2 separate regions of the Mus musculus genome follow, and region 2 is linked to region 1. A link is a contact called in public HiChIP or PLAC-seq data. All regions are on one chromosome and are shown on one strand. The core of a region is the stretch at or near the end of the contact, and the rest is flanking DNA. Distances in the headings are between cores, read along the strand shown.

Region 1 (5,902 bases), core at 974-3,473:
CCCTGACCTTCATGAGCTTTAGACCAGTGAGAGACTAACACCTGTCTGCTAGCTTCCAAATGTGTGTGCTCACATATGGATGTGCATTCACACATATGTATGTACCTCTGTACACAGGAACATACACATACACCAAAAGTTAAATCCTTATCTGTCAGGGTGGCAGCATACAATTTCAAAATTAGGTATTTAAGAAATTACTATGTAAATACATGTGGTGGTTTGAGTAGTAATTCCTGTCCCCCAAAAGGCTCATATATTTGAATGATTAGTTACCAGGAAGTGGAACTGTTTAAAAGGATTAGAAGGATTAGGGGTGTGGCCTTGCTGGAGTAGGTATAACCTTAATGAAGGAAGAAGTATTTCACTGGGGATGGGATCTGAAGTTTCAAAAGCCCATGCCAGGTCCAAGCTCTCTCTTTCTCTTTGTCTGCCTGCAGATTGGGATGTAAGTATTTCTCCAGCATCATGTACTGCTATGCTCTCTGTCACAGTAACAATGGACTAACCTCTGTAACTATGGGCAAAAACCGTAGCTAAATGTTTCTTTGTTCATTGTGTCTCTTCACAGCAATATAAAAGTGTCTAAGATAACATATTATTAAGAAAACCACCAGATATAACATTTGGAAGAACATGATTTCAGAGGGACTCAGAGGTTGGAAGGAAGGGATTGGAACCTGGAAGATTTCTTCATAAACCTTCTAGTATTCGACTTTTATGTTCATGAAATTGCCATGCACAAATGTTGATAAGAATCAAAATAAAGTTGCAAACAGAAGGAGCAATGTTAGAGGAAGCTTGAGCCAGATAAGAACTCAGCATAAGGGGGCTGGAGAGATGGCTCAGTGGTTAAGAGCACTGACTGCTCTTCCAGTGGTCCTGAGTTCAATTCTCAGCAACTACTGGTGGCCCACAACCATCTGTAATGTGATCTGATGCCCTCTTCTGGTGTGTCTGATGACAGCTACAGAGTACTTATATAAAAATAAATAAATAATATTTAAGAAAGAACTCAGCATAACAGGTTAATAATGAGAAAGTTCTGGATGGTCATAAGAATGTGCATATGGAATGCTGGCAACAGAAGCTAGACAGAAGAGTCGAGAGCTGGAGGCATCTGCCTCCTTTTGAAAGGATAGATTCAAGTGTAGATAATCAAGCTATTTAATGCAACAAAGAATGTTTCATGACATCTGCTTGGTTTCCTGTTGTCCTTTTTCTTCAGTTGGTCTATGGAGAGGTCTTGGAATGTCCGTGGAAGGCAGAGCCACTGAGCTATGCCTACTAGAGATGAGAGATAAGCAACAAGTCTTCTCATCTTCTGAAACAAGAGGAAGATGGACTGACAGCAGAAGCAGTTCACATATAACAAGAAATTCTATACTTGCTATTCTTTTAAAATATTTATCATTAATAAAAATTTTAGATGTATGCATTTGTTTGGCAGGGGGTATATATGAGTTCAGTTACCCTTGGAGGCCAGGAGAGGACATCAGGTCCTATGGAGCTGGAGGTAAAGGTGGTGTGATGCGGGTGCTGGGAACTGAAGGCAGCTGCACAGCTGCAGCTAGCGAAGCCCCACGTGGTAACAAGGGATTATGAAACAAGTGATGTGACCGACTCTCTCATCTTACAGAAGCCTTGGTGCGTGCTGACTGGCAGCCTGTTTTCAGGTTCAGAGAGACACTGTGCCAGGGGAAAGAGACAGAGCAGGGCAGTCAACATTCTCCTCAAGAGCATGGGCGAACAAACTGTCCAATTGGGATCGGAAAAATGGTTAGAATAATCAACTGAGAGATATTTATTTAAAAGGATGGGGCATTTGAGAGCATCCTCTTGAAGAGGGAGAGCATTGCCAGACATGGAAACAAGACTATGGGAGTTTAGAGGGAGTAGAAGGGAAATTAGAGAGGTCAAAGCAACAAATTAATGAACTTGGAGTATTTTAAGACATTTTTTTATTCTATTTTTCCCCTCTGAGACAATCAAACTCCCACTGATCCTTTGCTATGCCAGAGTCCACCCCCTGTCTCAGTCCTGCCCCACTGCTGCCAGACTTCAGGCCGTGGTAGCGAGTCAGATCAATGCTAGTTTCATACTATACATTCCGTGACCTGACAACCGAGGACTAGACATGCAGGAGGACCCTCTCCACGGTCCACCACATACTCTATCTTCAAGCTTACTTCTCAGTGCCATGACTATGATCAGAATGGACGCAAGTGACTCAGCTCCCCACACTCTCCTTCAAGAGACCGGCCCTCTGGGAATCCCGCCAGCATGGAATGGTATCCATTTGAAGACAAATTATAAATTAATAATAAGTAATGCTCCAGACTCTCCTGTCTGCCAAAATACACCATTCATTGTGAAGTCCCTGAAAGGGCCCCAGTGATGTATAGCCAAGAAAGGCCAGCCCTCTGGGGCCTTTCCTCATTTTAAACACAGACGGTGTGCCCTCACAGCAAGCGCTGCGGCCGTCTCCCCTGGCAGAACAACTGTTGTTCTTGGAAAGAGCACAGGCCAACACCTTCCAGCTGCATTGCCACCTGCAAGCCTCTGCTTCTGCAGTCCCTGTTCACCATCAGTGACCCACAGAGAGCAGACCTGTGCCCCATAGTGAGAGCCCAAAGTGTAAGGAGCCCCGGTGGCTGGGCTGGGGGAGTGACTTTGTTGACATGGCTTTTGCTAAAATTCAGAAAATCATTGTGGGAAGAGGTGCGTGTGTGTGTGTGTGTGTGTGTGTGTGTGTGTGTGTTCCCTGTCGGTTGCCCTTTTCTTTAAAGGAAAATAAATCAAACCAAACAGCTTCATCTTATCAAACAAATTCCTGGAGAACCCATATGAAACCAGTTTCTGTGGACAGTGTGATTTGTGGCACTACCTAGTAATCTGCATTTCTCTACATGGAATCACCAGTGTTTTGAGCACTGTGAATTCCTCACTGCCCACCCCATACCCCCAGCCCTCTGGAATGATTGCTTCACAAACAAATCTGATTCCTCCAGGGAACGCAAACAGAAGTGGTTTGATCTCTGCGGGGGTAGTGGGAAGTGTTGTTTTCTCTGTTCCGCCCATTCATTTAGACCTCTAGAGCTGACTTCATTCAAAATGCCACACCTCTGCCAGTGGTGTGGCATTGATCCATGTGGGCAGTTCTGTGTCACTGGACATTTAGGAACAATACCCACCCCACCCCACCCCACCCCACCCCAACTTCCCCTTCTGTATATTGGAGTAGAAACAGCACAATTGCAAGCTAGAAGCTTCTGTTCATATGGGGACACAATCCCTATTTGGGATTGCAGGGACAATCCTTGCATGTGGGAATGGAAAGCTTTTACTTACAAACACATCCATGAACAGGTGCTCCAGTGTCATCTCGAAGTCATCCAGTCTGGCAGCTAATGTCATGGTCAATGTCCCAATAGGACTCACGGAGCCCAAATCTGCAAACCCTTCAGCTCACAGAACACCTTTGGTGTCAGGTCGGTAACTAGGCAAAGTCGCTACTAATGCAAAGTGGAAAATCTTAAAATAAGACAGAGCATTGCAGAACGGGCTGCCAGGGCTCCCGAGAAGAAATTCTAACTTAAAAAACAAAAACAAATCAAAACAACTCTATTAATGGTTCTATGCTACTGGGCTGGGCAAGAAGGGCAGCAAGTGAAGAAGGTAGCTTCCTCTGCAGAACTGTACAAAGTAAGGTGCCCACAAAATGCCAGGCACCTCAGCAGAGGCTTGCGGAGACAGCTGAATGGAGCAGAAACGAGACTGGGGAAATGCCTGAAGCCGTCTGACTCTGATATTTATAGGGCCACATGTTTTTGACTCCAGCCATTTCTCAGTTCATTTCTGACCTTTCATAAATGGCTACACACAGTGGAGTGTATTGTCGAACGAGGGGCAGTGGGTCCCGCAGAACTTGGCTGTGACCAAAGCCAGGGCAATTCACACAGACACGCCATCAATGGTTCTTTGTGAAGGACGCATCAGACCTTGTTCTGTGCACCACGACAGAGAAACACACAGTCTTGTGGAAAACAAGGAAATGAAGTTGGAGGGAACTAAATTTTTCCCCCCGAATATTATTAGATCCCATACGATCTTCCCTGCTCCTTCTACACCCCCACCATGCAAGGGTAGATAAACATCTCAGAAATAGATTTAATCTCTGGGTCAAGTCCTGCAGCATCTGTCAGGTAGAATACTCATAAAAATTGGAAATTCTTTTCTGTTTCTAAAATGTACCCCTTTTATTCATGCAAGCATTTTTTAAAAAATTGTAGTAAAATACACATGACACAAAATTGCTACTTTGACTTCTTTTTGTAGTGGTGTGTGTGGTAAGAGTGTGTTTGTGTGTGTGCTTGTGTGTGTGTGTGTGTGTGTAAGTATGTATGTAAGGCTAGAGAGGGATGTTGGGTGTTTCTTCTTCAATCGCTCACTCCCCATGTTATTCCCTTGAGACAGAACTAAATCTGAAGGTGGCTATTTTGCTTTTGCCTGCTATGCTGGTGATTGGCAAACCTCAGGGACCTTCTTGTCTCTGGTTCCATCCCTACCCTCACCAGCCTTCTGGGGTTACAGGCAAGCATAGCCTGGAGAGCTGAATTCAGGTCAGGGCTTCATACGTTTTCAGCAAGTTTGCTTCCTCCCTGAGCCACCTCTCCAGCCTCATGTCAACTCCGTTAAGTTGTGAATGTTCTTCACATCACTAAATCCATTCTTATCATATGTGTGTGTGTGCCCAGCTATATGTTGTCCAGTTATATATCAGAGTATCACCATTGTCCAGCCCTGGAAATGGTGATTTTGTCAAATGGAACTGCCATACCATTAAACACCAATTCTTTATGTCTTTCCATTTCTCCTCTTTCAATGCCCCTCCCATGTAAAGTCCTACATTCTGCTTTTTATGCATCTTATTTGTCTACAGATGCCCTATGAGTGACATACCATCCTTGGCTTCTGGTGAGTGGCTTATTCACTTAGGATAACATCCTCAAGCGTGTGCTAGGATTACCCACGTGTGGTATGCATATGTGATGTATGATTTGCATGTGTGCATAGTTTTGCTAATGCGTGTGTGTACACATGTATGTGGAGGTGCAGTGTTGATGTTGGGGGCTCCCCTGATTGCTTTTCCCCTTATTTATTAAGGAAGGGTCTCTCACTGCTTGGTGTTTTTGGCTAGGCTGACTAGCTAGTTTGCTCTGAGAGTTCCCTGTCATGCTCCTGCAGTACCAGGCTTGCGTGCAGACTGCCGTGCCTACCACACTTTTATGTGGGTTCTGGGGATTTGAACTCTGGTCCTCACACTTGTGCATAAGCACGTTAGCCACCAAGCCATCTCCCCAGCCTAAAATTTCTCTTCATTTTAAGGCTGGAATAATATATCCAAAGAAATAACATCACTTTTGACAAATTTTCAGACCTTAGAAAACCTGCAAGGAACACTTGCCTGTCAAGACTCTAGTAGACATTTGTGCTGTGGCTGTACTAACAGTGTCAAGAGACCAGATGGCCTCCTAGTTACCATGTAAGTCCTAACTCACAAAGTCTAGTGTCTTGATTCCAAACAGGGGAAGCACTTACTAAGTCAGTACCCGTGTCAGAGAAGATAACCCGTGTAAGATCAAGGAACAGACAGAAGTCCGTACTCCAGAGGCTTCTGCTATATACTAAAAGAATTATTCCTTCTACTCCAGTTCTTTAAAAGGAGGACAGGAAAACTCCCAGGTTTAGTTTTCACACAAATGTTCATTTTCCCAAAGATGGAGGTAGACAGATTCAGTATGTATGAGTCTGTTTAAATACAGACTCACCATGAAATAAAGTCACTCCCCCACCAGAAAGAAAATCCTGATAAAAAGCTTAACATTGTTCTAAAAGGAGT
Region 2 (5,355 bases), core at 1,586-4,085, 160 kb before region 1:
AGGAAGGCCATTAAAAGTGAGTGACTTAAAGGCACTGGAGACACAGTGAACTGACAGTTTGAGCTGACAGAGTTGACACTGCCCTCCCATCTCTCTCTGAGCTACTTTAAGACCTCACTCTTAGCTCTGAAATTCTTCCTCATCCAACTTTTCTCTTAGTTCCAATTTGGCTAAAAGACAATCAGATAATTTACTCTGATGGCATGTATACAGGACATGTCACTAAGGTATCATCTAACTGAGCCCAAAGCATCAGAGCCCAAGATGGAGACCATTAGAAAGCGCTAGAAAGAAATCATTTAGATCATGGTCTTGTGTGTGTGTGTGTGTGTGTGTGTGTATGTGTGTGTATGTGTGTGCATGTATGTGTACGTGCATGTGAGGGTATGTGTGCCCATGTGCCCATGTGCATGTGTGTCCATGAAGAGACAGAGATATGCTATACCTCTGCCTCCACCCTCACCTCCCCCTCGTCCCTCCTCCATTAGAGACAAAGACTTAACTATTTAGATAAGACTGGCTTAGAACTTGTGATCTTTCTGCCTCCACTCCCAGAGTGCTGAAATTACACCTGATAAAAACGTCACTTTTGGATGGCAAAACACAGAAAAGAAAAATGGCCTCCCAGAGCCACCCAGCTGGTTCTTAAGAGAGCTGAGGTAGCATGTATGTCTCCCCAGAGCCAGCTACAGTATTTCCCTGAGTGTCCTTACATCGAACCCTATTCCTAGGAGCCTTAAGAAGCTGTGGCTCCCCAAAAGAATTCCTGGACTATCCTGAAGGGTTTGAAATGGTCCAGAGAGCCTGTGGAGGCAGCCACCCAGAGAGATGTTTTAACTGTAAGGTTTCTTGGCAGAGTCTTACACAGATGGGAAAGGAGTGTATATGAGCATGTCTCACTTCCTGATGCAGTCCATCTCTCCCAGGCGTTTTTTGGGGGGAGTGCAAGGTTAGGGATATGCTTCCACAGGGGGTTACTGTTGAGGGAGCCACCCAAATGTAGATCGATTAACTGCCACCTGTCGCCTTGCTTTCAATACTGTCACTAATCTGGAAAGAAGTTTCTCACAAGACACAGCACAGGTCAAGATCTGAGTCACAGTTTCTTCTAAGAAGTCAAGGGTTCCCCTTCTAACCTTATTTACTGACACCGATTCTAATTTTCCAATAGTCTAAGTCAGCAAGTGGCAATATGTAACAGTTACAGAGGGTCACAGGGTCAAGTTTTCAGCCATCCCACTGTATGCTGGAACCTGTCAGTCCGAATGGGAACCTTTCAGGCTTTTACCCACTGGCACAATGCTGTCACCCGAGGTCCATCTCATCTCTCCATTCTGACCAATAGGTTCCCAGGTACTCTACCTCTGACAGCCACCCTTGCATCCAGTAAGAAATGAGAAGGTGGGTGAAGGTGGTGGTGGATCATTGTACTCCACTACTGGGGATGCAGAGATAGACAGATCTCTGGGTTTTACTCAGCAGCCAATCTAGCTTATTTGGTGAAGTCTAAACCAGCCAGGGACCCTGTCTCAAAACTACAATGTGGATAGCAACTGAGGAATGATATCTAAGGTTGTCTGCCATATACATGTACACACATGCAGACACTAACACACACACACACACACACACACACACACACACACACACACACACACACACACACACACAGTGGTGGGAAGGAGGGAGGGAGAGGGAAGAAGACAGTTTTATACACCTGTAATCCCAGCACAAAGCAGGGTAGGCAGGAGAATTATAATTTTGTGGCCAGATGGAACTACACCATGAGGCCCTATCTCAAAATCTGAACTATATTCCTTTTGTATAATATGCACATGTCCATTTGCAGAACCACAGAGGATCCCATGTCTACTATTCCAACCCGAGTGTTCTCCTTTCTGTTTCCCCTCTCCTACTGCGTCATAGCAGTTGAGAATCTCTTGGTCTCCATGAGAACTTGGCCAGGGAACATTTTGCAAAAGATGGAAAGATACAGTAGTCTGAAAACTTCTGTGAAAGACAGGGCAGGGCTTTTCTATTCTTACTTGGGAAAGCACTCTGAGCTATAACACACCATGCATGGGTGGCTGACTTAAAAATCTTATCTCTTTGCTGTTTCCCTTCTTGGTTCAGTGCTTCTACTTTTAGAAATTCGTCTCTATATATCTGACTGGATTGACATTTCACTCTTTAGACTGCATGCTCTTGGGAGATGGGGACAATGACCGTTTTCCTTTAGTCTAGGGTCTAATGTACTGGCTATAACCACAACATTGAAGAAAAGGCATCTTATGATGACTAGTGTAACTTCAGGGCTGGGTGGGCCTAGAAGAATCAGCCTTTCTGCAGGCACTTTTGGGAGGTCACCACTTATTTAGTAACACATCTGGATGTAAGACTAGGGAAGCTGTTTGTGAGGAAATAACTTTTGAATGAGCTTCTTCAGTGGTACAGCTCAGCCACTGGGATCCCTGCCACAGGCAGAGAGCCTGCCAAAGGGAACTCCTCGTGTAGTTGTAAAGTTCTTGGGGTTTGGTGGTGGCGCAGGCAATTTGGCCTCAGATGCCGTTAGCATCCTGGTCTTTTTGTTCTGTGAGCTCCCAGCAGCCTGAGGGCTTAGTCTTATGGGGTTTTCTGGATTTCCACACAGTTATGTCAGAGTGTACATAAAGGTTCTTTAAGTCGCAGGCATACAGACTTGCTGTGTGTGGCCACAGAGGAGCAGGGACACCTGGGAGTCCTTAGCCACAACTTACGGTGGCTACGACAGAGTGCTAGAGTGGGTGATACAAGCTTAACTCAGAGTGATGACTCAAGTCTGAGCTGGCTAGGGCTGAACCCAGCTGATGCTTGGCTTGCTCTGTGGACTTGCCAAGTGTCTCAGAGCTGGAACAAGAGAAGCCCATGACTGGGAAATACTGACTTTCAGACAGAGAAACGGATGGCTCATTCCAGACAGCAAGCCACTGTGTCCTTATAAAAATGGTGCGGTGAGGCTGCGGCACTGCCAGGGGCAGGCTAGCAGGCAGCGTCCCTGCTGTTCCCTGGCTTCCCAGCAGCTTTTGTACATGTGATTACTGCTTGTTCTTTTCCTTACATATCAAAAAACAAAGTAGATTCTAAGACTTGAGAAGATTATGTACCCAGGGTCATGGTTTTGGGTTGAATTGCCCCTCTCTAAACTTATTGTTTCTTAAAAATAGTTTCATTTTTAAGTTGTGTGTATGTCTCAGTGTATGGACATGTGAGTACAGGTGCCTAAAGAGGGCAGAAGAGGGCACTGCATCCCTTGGAGCTGGAGCCACATGTGGTTGTAAGAGTCTCATATGGTACTTGAGACTGAACCTGGGTCCTCTCCTACAGCAGTGCTCTTCACACCGGAGTCATTTCTCCACCCCCTCAAATCCACTGTTAACATCCAAATCATGGAGTCTTAGAAAGTAGCTGGATTCTGAAATGACCTTTGAAGAGGTGACTAAATGAAGTTATAGGGGCAGAGTCTCCATTCAACAGGATCAGTGTCAAGAAAGGAGGAGGAGGAAGAAAAAGGAAAAAGTAGAAGAAAGGAGGAGGAGGAGAAGGGGCAGGAGGAAGAAGAAGAGGAAGAAGGAAAGGAGAAGAAAAAGGAGGAGAAAGAAAAAGAAGACCATGAAGAGGAGGCAAGGAGGAGGGGAGGGATGGAGGAGGAGGAGGGAGGAGGATATAAAGCCAAGGCCACATGAAGACAGAAGGAATGCAGCCAGCTGCAAGCCAGAGAGACGGCTCTGGAAAGATAACCCTGCTTACATCCGCTCTTGGACTTCTATCATCTAGGCCTGTGAGACATGCATTTCTGACTTTAATCCCTCCACCTAGCCTGTGGCCTTTTATTGCAGTACCCACTGTGGCTGATATAGTAGCATTTAAAATTTGGACTAACATCGAAGTCCATGCTTGGAAGCTGAGACTCTAAACATTAACTTTGATCTTATTTCAACAAGTGTAACCAAAGTTTGAGATCTGGGTGCCTGACCCTTTAGCCATTGCGTCTGTTTGTTTGTTTTTGCAATATTTGGGAGCCCGGGACCTCAAGCATGGTAGACAAGAATGCTACCACAGAACTACGCTGCAGCCATAGCTGTCCCTTTAGATTTAAGAATCTGACTGCTGTTGTCTCTGGTTCCTGGCGCTGGCACTATACTCTGTGATTGTCTTGAGTATAAGGATAAAGTTTTTACACTGCATTTATCTATCTATCTATCTATCTATCTATCTATCTATCTATCTATCTATCTATCTATCTATCTATCTAAGTGGAGCACCAGTGGTGAGGCCAGAGGACAGTTTGCTGAAGTTTGTTCTCTTTTTCCATCCTTTGGGTCCTGGGGATTGAACTCAGGTAATCAGGCTTAAGTGGCAAGCACTTTACCCACAAAGCCATCTCAGCAGCCCCTGGCAGGAGAGTTTATGACTTTGAGGTTATGCTAATGAAATGACTTGTGATGGAAGCTAGTCATCACGGAGACCAACCCCGTGCATGATTAGAAGTCTGGGTGCCTTTTGCTTGGATTGATGGTGAAACAAGAAAAAAATAACCCTGATATATGGGATTCTAGTTAATGCAGTTTACTCCAAAGACTGCCCTTTCTTCTGATGTCTACGAGTGTACGCTCTGTTCTGTTAGGCAAATGGTTGGCATGGGTGACTATGTTTACTTTATACCTTCATTTAGCAAAGAAAAAGAAACTATTCCAGAATACTTGCCTCACTTATTTCCAACACACACACACACACACACACACACACACACACACACACACACAGATAGTACAGGCCCATGAGCATCTCAAATTCAAGGCCAGCCTAGGTCATCGAATTGCTACAGCAGAATAAACAACAAATCAAAGCAAGACATTTTTAAAATGCACCTTGCTGGTAGCGAATTAGCCAACCATGCATCTTTACAATTCCAAATCCTTTTAATCCAAAAGTCTGTGACCCACTCCCCTGTCCTGCCTCTTATCTGTAAGTCATGCAAGCAAGTTCCAGAAAGGCAGACAGTCTGCAGTCTCCTGTGTGAGACTCCTATAGGCCGAGTACACCTCTAATCCTGATGCTCAGGGCCTTTGCTGGTCAGGTTCTGGACATCTTGAGCCTACTCCCTTTCTGTCTGAACACTGAACAGAGCTGGTGTTCTTCCTCCAGGAATACACTTTGAGATTGCTGATTTCAAACAACTGCTTTTTCTCTGCTCCCCAGTGGGTGACCAGCTAAGACATGAGGATATGAGCCACTGTGGAAGATAGAACAGGCTTGGGGACCATCTGGGAACCCTTTCCCTCAATAATAAGAGTCCTTTTCCTACAGTCACAAGAT

Evidence for each region. HiChIP or PLAC-seq counts read pairs in DNA pulled down with a chosen protein or histone mark.
Region 2: a contact with region 1 is called in an HNF4G HiChIP or PLAC-seq map of pancreatic cancer cells. The contact joins two enhancer-like sites. A contact is called at or near these places in 2 of 115 datasets of contacts at active chromatin or transcription factors (embryonic stem cells and pancreatic cancer cells) and 1 of 9 other capture datasets (embryonic stem cells).

Annotation. Positions count from the first base shown.
Region 1 is chr2:4,283,127-4,289,028 of GRCm38.p6, reverse strand. The region is part of intron 1 of Frmd4a (FERM domain containing 4A); the gene reads right to left. Among named protein-coding and RNA genes, the nearest start is that of Gm39752, 39 kb to the right of the region's middle. Within about 2 kb of position 2,223, at least 40 of the 459 cell types and tissues checked have an H3K27ac peak or open chromatin away from gene starts, as enhancers often do. A contact at or near this core is called in pancreatic cancer cells, where this site is marked.
Region 2 is chr2:4,443,326-4,448,680 of GRCm38.p6, reverse strand. All of the region lies in intron 2 of Frmd4a (FERM domain containing 4A), which reads right to left. Among named protein-coding and RNA genes, the nearest start is that of Gm23691, 65 kb to the right of the region's middle. Within about 2 kb of position 2,835, at least 112 of the 459 cell types and tissues checked have an H3K27ac peak or open chromatin away from gene starts, as enhancers often do. A contact at or near this core is called in pancreatic cancer cells, where this site is marked.